Linked DNA regions of Zea mays: region 2 is linked to region 1. The links are chromatin contacts, called in public Hi-C maps. All regions are on one chromosome and are shown on one strand. Each heading gives the region's core, a stretch centred on a gene start, on an enhancer-like site or on the middle of the called end of the contact. The rest is flanking DNA. Distances are from core to core; before and after follow the strand shown. Region 1 holds the start of LOC100275553 (Putative UPF0481 protein). Region 2 holds the start of LOC100216795.

The links. Hi-C and Micro-C count contacts between places; a contact is called where the count stands out from the background.
Region 2: a contact with region 1 is called in a Hi-C map of ear, with 7 times the contacts expected there. The contact joins the promoter of LOC100216795 here to the promoter of LOC100275553 in region 1. A contact is called at or near these places in 9 of 25 Hi-C or Micro-C datasets (bundle sheath, ear, endosperm and 3 more).

The regions. Positions count from the first base shown.
Region 1 is chr5:117,772,962-117,778,081 of Zm-B73-REFERENCE-NAM-5.0, reverse strand. It overlaps LOC100275553 (Putative UPF0481 protein), which reads right to left and starts at 2,418. Exons shown (of 1, transcript NM_001149608.2): 1 at 44-2,418. The coding sequence starts at 2,366. The coding sequence ends at 603.
Region 2 is chr5:117,979,250-117,984,141 of Zm-B73-REFERENCE-NAM-5.0, reverse strand. It overlaps LOC100216795, which reads right to left and starts at 1,726. Exons shown (of 5, transcript NM_001143194.1): 1 at 1,379-1,726.

The DNA.
Region 1 (5,120 bases), core at 1,169-3,668:
GATTTTAGCCCCTTCAATCCTTTGTGGCTTTAAAACTACCCTTAGTGATCATCAAATTCTGGATTAAACTGGTATATGCCAAATACAATATCGGTTGTGAAGGCTAAGGCCAGACTGGTTAAGACCGCACGAAGAAAAAAAGGAACAAGCTGTTTACACGAGTATAGTATATAACCACACACGCACGAGCATGAGTCAGGCCCGGTCGCGTAATGGCTGAACCACAAACAAAGCCACGTTTGACCACATGACGCTGAGCAAATCTGCATGTGCAATCAAATTTTATACGTAATCATCTCATAATCAAACTAGCAAATACCATTTTTTTTAAAAAAACTATAAACATACTTCATTATTTACTATATAAATATATTTTAGAATTTAAGTTCTAATTCATTTAATAATAAAAGATATAAAAAAGATAAAATTCTGTCAATAAAATTTTATCTTTTAGATCTTTTAATATAGAGTGAATTAGAACTTAAATTTTAAAATATATTATAATAGTAATTAATAAAGTATATCTATTTTTAATATTTTTATGAATTTTAATAGTTTAATTAAGTTATTGTTCGTATCCGTTGGAGTTCGGGTGGATTTTGCTACTGCGCTGGGTCGTCCGTCGTCCCCGGCAGCACCATGCCGCTGAACCAGTGGTTCTCACACGGATAGGCGGAGCAGAATGTCTGCAGCGCTGTCATGAGCAGCAGCCCGATGGAGGCGAGCAGCGTCAGCATCTTCCACGACCTGAACACGTACTTCCTGAACAGCTTCCTCACCCGCGCCGCCGCGCTCCTGCTCCGGTGCGCGTTCACCGCCGAGATGACGGCGTCCAGCCTGGGCACCTTGGTGAGCCGCGTCGCCCGGGCCATCCCGTTCCACATGCCCGCCGCCTCCTTGTTGCTCTTCATGTGGTTGACAAGCACGCCGCTCCGCCGTAGGATCTTCACGTCCTTGGACGTGTCAATGATGCCGTTCATCAGCTCCGTGTAGCGCGCCAGCACCAGCGGGCCGCGCACGGCCACGGCCTCGTAGGCCACCAGGTTGCGCAGGACCACCTCCGTGTTGGCGTCCAGTGTGATTACGGGGAGCCGCAGCGTGGCCGACGCCCGGTCGAAGGCGATCCCCTCGATGCCCTCCGGCGCCGGCGTGAACCGCACGCCGCACCGGGCCAGCTCCTCCACCGACGGGATGCGGATCTCGTCCGCACGCGGCGCCGTGATGGCCCCGTCCTCCGGCGCCTGCTCCGCGCCGCCGTTGAGCTGGGCCTCCACGTTCACGGACTGCATCAGCTTGCTGAGCACCGGCACCAGCGCGGCCAGCGCCGGCACCTTGTGCGCGATCTTCCCCACCAGGGCCATCGGGCGGGCGATGAGGTTCTTCTTAATGAACCGCAGCGGCGCCACGTTGAGCCTGGAGGCCTGCGACAGGGCCTGCTTCACCTTCTCGCAGTCCTCCTCCTCGAGCGGAGGCTTCATCGCCTGCTGCGCCTCGACATCGTCGTCCACCTCCTCGCCGTCGGCCGCCGCCGTAGCGGGTATTTCCTCCTCCACCATCACCCCCTGGTCACCACCACCACCGGTGGTACTGTCGTCCAAGAGAGTGGCGTCCGGGACGAGGAAGTGGTACAGGACCTCCAGCAGGTGCGCATGCTTGGCCAGGTCGCCGATGGCCACCTCGCCGCGCTTATCCTTGAAGGGGCACACGTCCATGATGAAGCGTAAGACGACGGCGTGCAGCGCCTTGGCGGCCTCGTGACGAGTGCTGTGGCGGAGCTCGAGCGTCCTGGCGAAGACGAAGAGCGGGATCTGGTTCTCCAGCATCATGGCGTCGCGTACGACGGCGTTGATCCAGTTGGCCGACGAGGACACCACGTCCGTGGCCTCACGGCGGTGGTAGTTCTCGATGAAGTCGAGCAAGAAGCAGGCGTCGATGGCCATCATCCATACCAGAGTCGTGTCGTTGAGGTCCAGGAACCTGTGGTATATGGCCCGTATCTTGAGCTCGAGGCCGCCGACGAGGAAGCGGTCCTTGATATGCTCGATGGTGTGGCCACCGGTGAGGAGCATCTCGAAGCGCTTGGCGCCGGCGAGCTTGAAGCGCTGCATGTCCATGAGCTCGGGGCGGGCCTGGTGGTACGGGCCCAGCGAGAAGACGTGCGGCGCGTACGCGTCCGGGTTCGTGTCGCGGAGGGAGCGCGGGACGCTGAACACCTTGGCCGCCGCGCCCAGCGCCTCCGCCGTCTCATGCCTCAGGCTCTTCTCCACCCAGCCCACCCAACGCTTCTCGTCCTCGCTCTGCTCCTCCACGTCCGCCGCCGCGAACGACCTCGCCCGTGGCTGCTGCGGCGGCGGCTCCGACAACATCGTGCTAAACACTTGCACACTAGTATATATTTTACTTGCTCTTGAACATGCATAGCTGCTTATGACAAGATATTGCTTATATAGACTTAGTTGTCAATGCGAGGGCTAGATTTTTTTTTTCTTCTCGAGATAAATAGAGAGGCCATGCATATGTACACATATATCTATCTAAATCTATACCTAATATTAATATTATATTAATAATAAAGAGCCAAAAAATTTGGGTACCTTTTTCACATCTGGCCCATCCTTTTCAGCCCAACAGCCTAACCAGCTACTCGGCTGTGAGTTCGCTTCACACCCAAGTCCAAGTCTGCGTTCGGCTTCGCTGGCCCATCCGTGATGCCTCCTGCTTGTGATGCCTCACGTGCTGTTTTGGGCAAGTTGAGTATCATTTGGTGGGCCACACCAAGAAACTTTGGCCCATCTAATCCAGCGTTCCTCCTTCTTTGTTCTTTTTTTTCCTTCAGATATTATCAGTTTACAACGGTGTTATTTTGTCATTGATACATATATTAATATCTATACTATACTTAAAGCACCAGTTTCAACGGTCGTCATACGTCATCTTTTTACAAATAACCCCTTACAACTATTTCAAATTAACTCGCTGAACGCCTATAAATGGCCAAACGACAGGCCGACACGAGTCAGACGCCCGTGGGCCACAACTCTGGCCCAGACACGTCATGACGGTCAGCTGACTGTGCTAGACCAGCTCGTTAGCTCGTCGGCTCATTTGATTAAATCAGCGTAAAATGTTAAAAAACGGTGCCGGAGGTGGGGTTCGAACCCATACCTTGATGGAAGAAGGGCGGGGACAGGAGATGCAGGGTGAAGCTGTCTAACCAGTAAAACATTATGCTTAGATGTTTTTAATATTGAATATAAATTATATGTATGTATATACGTTTTTTTTTAAAATAAAAAAATATAATCGTGTCGGGCTAGACCAGCACTACGAGCTGAGGCTATAGCCCAAGCACGGCACGACGTTCTTGGCTCTTGCAAGCATTAAGTCGTTTCTCAGACCACATTGGCGCAATAGACTATGGTGTTTTAGGATGTTGAATTGGATGTAACAACAATGATTTGTCACACTAATAGTAAAATGAAAGGTTATTTGTTGGTTTTAAACGTTAGTAATTGTTACGAAGTAGTATATTTATATGGAGCACATCCAGTTTTTATTGATGTCTGACTTTAGCAGTCACTCCATATTTTGATCTATCTTTTTATAAGTTTGAGTTTATGTGACTTATTTTAAAAACTTGAGCTCACAAACTTTCTCTTATTTGGTCTCTATATGGTGGAATTATGTCATTTTATAGTCTTTCTTCGTTCAGTCAGTCGTTGTGAACTCTCTTCTAATCGCTCACTTCATTGGCTGTGTTGTACCAAGACATATTGGATGGAGTAAATAATAACATCAGTTAGCCAAATCAAAAAATATTATACAGAGAGCGGAGACAATCAATAAAAAATATTGATTTTTTTGTGTGGATAGTTTACATGGGTATTGTTGTAAGCCGTCGCAACGCACGGGTAACCGACTAGTTAATTCTAAAACGCGTGTTTCCTCGATTTTTTTCTTTTTTAACCATATTTTCGACCAAAATGTACATTTATACACCTGGATGACTTATTTCATGATTTGGACCTTTAGCTCAGTGCCATAGCCTATGGCGCCGAGCTAACACATGTCATAGCCTATGGCGTCGAGCTCTGACGTGGCGGTGGCGGTGGCGGTGGCGGCTCGCGGTGGCTAGGGCCGACGTGGCGTCGACGCGGCCTCCTAGCTCGGCGCCACAGATCTTGGCGCCGAGCTAGGGAGTCCTATAAATCAGCCGTTCTGTTGGCCGAGAGGTGCGCCCTCCTCATTTCTCAACTTTCCCTCCATTCAAATCTTCAAAAACGACCAGATTCGAGTTGGAATACTTTGTATACCAAGGTATGGTGTCTCACTGATTCGTTTTGTATATTGGGTTGTAATTTTAGATTATTAGTTTTGATTATTGCTCCTAGGATATATAGTTCATATGATGACTACAATTTATTTGATAGTTTGTGAAATCCGATTATACAATTTATTAGATACTTGTGTTAATATATAATCGTTTCTTAGATGAAATACATGTATCGGGAGGCGTTGTGGCAGAAGAGAGGTCGTCCTCGGGAGTTATATCCGGATGTATCTAGTAAGGATGCTCTTGTTCATCCTGATCTTTTAGTGCCTAACTGTGACTATGGCAGACCGGCTTGAGTATGTCAATCCAAACATCTAGATACGGATGCTCGCTGCTTCTACCTTTGTGGCGGTTTTAACGTACATAGCTTATGACTTGTGAGTTAATATTGTTTACTAGATGTGTACTAATGTTTTGTTCCATTTTTGTAGGAGCACCTGAGGTGTTTCTTTTTCCAGTAGAGTGACGATCCTCATAAATTTGACCCTCGATTGGTTGTGTGGAAGGACTAGTCATGAGCGTTTTAAGTGTTGGGTTCCTCCTCCCCCGAATCCTCCACCAATAACGGATGCGGAGAAGGAGGTAGTGAAAGGGAATTAGGCTTACACCTATTTCCTAAATGATTTTAGTGGTTGATATGCCCAACATAAATAATTGGACTAACTAGTTTGCTCTAGTGTATAAGTTATACAGGTGCCAAAGGTTCACACTTAGCAATAAAAAGACCAAGAATTGGGTTCAACAAAGAGAGCAAGGGATAACCGAAGTGTGCCCTGGTCTAGCGCAC
Region 2 (4,892 bases), core at 477-2,976, 210 kb before region 1:
CCAACCCGGTGTTGGATCTCCTCGGCACACAAATGATCCACAAGGCACTTCATTTTCCTCATGGCTGATACCCAAGAAACTCACAATCGCTGGGAATTTGGATAATAGAAGGGAAGGGCCTTTTTAACCTGCCATGCCCTGACCTCACTAACTGCTTCACGAATCTGGCTGGCAAGTTCGTCGGGCTCATGAATCTCCCTTTCCTGGTACCATGCTGATCTTGATGCCCTGCTCCCACCTTGGTCGGGATTGCATGTTCTAGTCTTGAAATGGTAAATTGCCAAGCATGACCAGACTATTCATTTTCTGTTGCTTCATGTGCTCATTATGAAAGAACCTTCTGGAGGATTATGTTATTGTGGTGCTGGTGCTTAAAAGTTGAATTTGATACTTAGAGTGGATGACAAGCTCAGAGCAATATGAGTGATTCGTAATATACAAGGACATCCATGCTACTTTTGTTAGCTATCACATCATTTCTAGACTATAAGGGGGAGCATGGGATATCTATCAGAATGCCACCGGTAAAGTGGGAGCGTCGTGAACATGGAAGCTACCCAGACTAATATGGTGCCAAGGACATGTCCTACGCGCCAACCGTGAGGGAAGCAATGCAGTTAAGGAATGGATGGTTGATAGGGTCATTTCATTTCTCTAGTCACCAGTATGGACCCTGAGTGTGGTGAGTTTCTTGGGCACAAGCCATGTGGCCGCACAAAGAAGCAAGGAACTGTGTTTCGATCACTTGTGCTTCATATGTGTGGAGTGGGTCCAGCTCGGGGCTGCTGTGCTGTGTGGACGTAGCCTCGACCTGAGCATGTTTCCACAGATATGACCCTGGTAGCAAATAAATGATACACTAGAATATTGATCGAAGATAACAGGCATCAATACACGTGTTTTCTTTTGTACCACTCTGGTTACTTGTGGAGAACATTGATTGCAAGCCTCAGGGCAATTATAGATTGTAGGGCGATAACCAGCATTGAACACTGATCAGAGATAATGACCAGTGTAGAAGCAACCAGAATAACATAGCAAACCAACCATCTAATCATACATTTCATACAGCTAACAGTATTAGGGCCATTCTATTTTCCCTTTATATGAGTTGGGTTTTGTAGAGTTAGCAACTAACAGGTTTTTAAGACTAACAACCATTTTGGAACCTGCTAGGTGCTAGCTATCCGTTTAAACAGATATTAAGATTACTCACGGAACAGATTTCACCAAGGGATGGAGCGCAGAGCCAATCGCGTTGATACAGCTAAACCCCCATGGCCCCATCCACGGCCAATCACATCGGAGCAGCAGGAAGCAGACAAGCCCAGCAATCAACTGACCGCGCGTAGTAGAGGGCGGGACAGAGGTGGCGTACCCAACGCAGGCGACGAAGCGGCGCACCCAGGAGGAGAGCGACCCGCAGCTTAGCAGCATCCGGTTCCCGCGCGCCGGCGGCGAGGCTACGAAAGTCGAGCCCGCACCCGCGCCCCGCGGAACCCTAGCCTTTGGCGCACCGGCCGGCTGGTGATTCACCTGGCGTCACCGGAAAGGAAGAAAAAAGAAATCGCACGCTCTCGCTTCCTGTTGCTTGATGAAGATTTCTTCCGTTTTCCTCCTCCTCCCCTGTCTCTCGCCTCGATTAGATGAGGTGGCGTGTTGCGATAATGTCGGCCTCCTTCCTTATCTGCAGAAGCTCACTTCGCTTTCGGAGGGCGAGGGGGAGACGGGGAGGAATCATTGCGGCCGCACGGCTGGATGGAAAAAAAATGCAGCCGTGATGAATGTCGCCTCTTGTCGTGCATCACCTGACTGCCCACCAGGCGAGCGGCCGGGTTGAACCTGTACTGCCTCATCCTCACTCTCCAACAGAGGCCATACAAATCGAGCAGTCATTCAAGTCTTTGGCTAGCGTCTCTGGTTTGCCTCTGTCCAATTATATGGCACACGCTTTCAACAGCACAGGTAAAAAGACAGCGATAGTATAATCCAACAAATGAAGTAGATGGTAGAGTCATATTCTCAGACACAGAAAAAGAAAATGGCTGCCAGCCATAGTACAAGCTATCATGACTTTCCTCTCTCTTCCCATCATTTTTTGTCTCGCTCTTTTGGCTACCCTGTTGGAAGGTGTTTTGTACTGCTACAGTAGCTCGTGGGCAGCTATTTTAGCTTTGCCTGTCCATTTAGCTGCTCTGTTGGAGTCAGTCTCAGGGCCGTTCCTAACTTTTTAGAGGTCCAGTGCGAAATCCGAGATGGAGGCTCCATCCCTTATATATATATATATAATTGAATATTTGACATATAAAAATTATTATGCTGTTTTGAAGTTTATAAGACGACAAATGTAAAATATAACCAAAAGCACTTACTTGTTATCTGATATCATTAAAAATATCTTTTAACATTTTGTGATACAAAGTCATCGATTATATTATTGAGATCAATCTCATCCAACAATTTCTTTTCGACACGTAGAATCGCCAAGCCATTTAACCTCTCTTGAGTTATTGTTGACCTTAAATAGTTCACAAAAATATTTCAATTTTAAAATGCTTCTCTCCGCCGCTGCAACCATCATGTGTATAGTAAATAATACTATCTCTATATCAAAATAGAATTTGTTTTGCTTCTTTAGTGGATTCATCATCTAGTTGAATATAAACATAAAAATCAACAGATAAAACAAATACTATTTTAGAACGGAAGGAGTATTCGATAAGTAATTGAGACATTAGTTTAACAATCTAAACGAGACTGGTCGATAGCGCATCGCTCTTTACGTATTTGTGTCTAGGATAGATAGATTTAACAGGAAAAAGTGCTAGCGTCCAGTGGCTAGGGGCCCCTCTGTTTTTGGGGGCCCGGTGCGGCCGCACCCTCTGCACCCCCCTCCGGTACAGCCCTATCCTCACTTCCCCGCAAAAAATGCTTACATTAAAAACTAGTTTAGAATCACACCCGGATTTAAGGAGCAAACTCGGATGCGTCTTAAATGTATACTAGAATCAAATCTCACACATATGATGACTAATGTTACAGAAACAAATGTCACATCTTTACTATATAATAAAAGTTATGTACAAAGTAACTAAATAATTACATCATATTAAGACAATGATCCTCCGCAACCATAGTTGACTGGGAGATAATGACCTAGACCTATCACGAACTCATCGCGACATTCTTCATGCTCCTTATCTTGTGATACGTATCTTTGACCTAAAGGATGTGAGTACAACAAGGGTGAACTCACGTACGTTCATCGCTCAACAAGTTGTGGGGAATAATGTGCATGAGCATACTTACGGAGGAGCTCATGTAAAGTGTAAGACTTAGCAAAGAAGATGGTTAAAGCTCAGCATTGCTTTTAAAGTTGGTCAAAGTTTTATTAGCAGTTATTAAGTATAAGTAGATATCAACCCAGTTAAATAAGATATCATAATTAATAATAAAACTCACAATGCAATGCATATGACAGATTAAGTTTAGTTCCATAAGTTAATCATGCGAGAGTCCTGAGTCGCTCTTGACCGTGAGCACGACTGATATACCAGTTTTACACTCTATAGAGGTTGTGCATCTTTACCCACAAGACGTGTTTCCCAGTTAGTCAGGGTTAGCTAGACCCTTAGACACTTCCAAGGTGAATGGCTAGGGATCCACTGTGAGGCCTTTCCAAAGTTGCACTAGTTCGAGAAAACCCGCTACGGATTTAGGAATAAGGAACCATAGGAATCCCTCGTCCGAAATACCATCGCAGCAGTTCGACCCGAGAACCTCCCTATACCCTGCAGCGACGCCTCCCCGCTTGCCCTTTTGGGTAAGGTAATCTCTCCCTAGCTTTCCTAATAACTTGGCCAAGGACGTCCCATTCCACCCTTGTGGTAGCACTGTTATTTCAAGTTAAGCTGCATGTTCCAATTAACATAATAATCGTGTCATGAACAATAATTAAGACAACAACAAACTTGGAACATGATCATAATTCGGATGTAACATTAATCCCAAAATCAGGTAGAGCAATAGCAAGTCTACCCAATAGTTCATTTGTCTGCAAGGTGTGAGATAAACAAAACTAGGGAAACCTATTGGGTCCCATCAAATTAACCAAGAACATTAACCGAGATCAATGGCACAACTTGCCTTAAACTCGAGATTGCCAGGTAACTTCACCAACTTAGTCTTCAAATAACTTGTGACCTCACCGCTATTCGTAGCAATACATACAAATAGACAAGGAGTACATAAAAATAAAAATACACCAAACATGAGAACAAACAGCGTAAGAATATTCTATGCACTGCTATGAGATCGTAGGTTCAAGAATCATTAAAATTGGGGCTATTGTTGAAAAGATATGGCTTTCCGAAGTTTTAGGTGATTACTTAGTAAGAATATATTTTATGTTAGTTAATATTATGTGAAAGAATTATTGTAAAGGAATAATTAACCCAAGTGATAACTTGATTAGAAATTATATTTTAGTCAAATCATAGATTGATCAAGTTAACTTCGATCAAAATAGATAATCTATTCAACATAGGATAAACAAACTAGTTGTCTATGTCATATGATAGTATAAGGTTACTAAAGTGTAGGCATTATTAATACGAAGATAACGCAACTTGAACGGTTCAAATCGGAGTTAAAACATGAAAGTTATGGATTTTCTAAGTTTATCGTATTTATTTTTATCCTGAAAATCATTTTAGATTTTAATTTATGAGATTTCCCAAACCCGTGGGCGGCGGCCACTAATTCATATAAACTCAGGGTTGTTTTTATAAAAACCCAGGCCTAATTGTAACATATTTTCTATAGAAGAGGACGGCGGGTTGAATAAGAAAAAATGCATTGGCTCTTTAGCAATCTAGCGTGGCCGAAGCGAT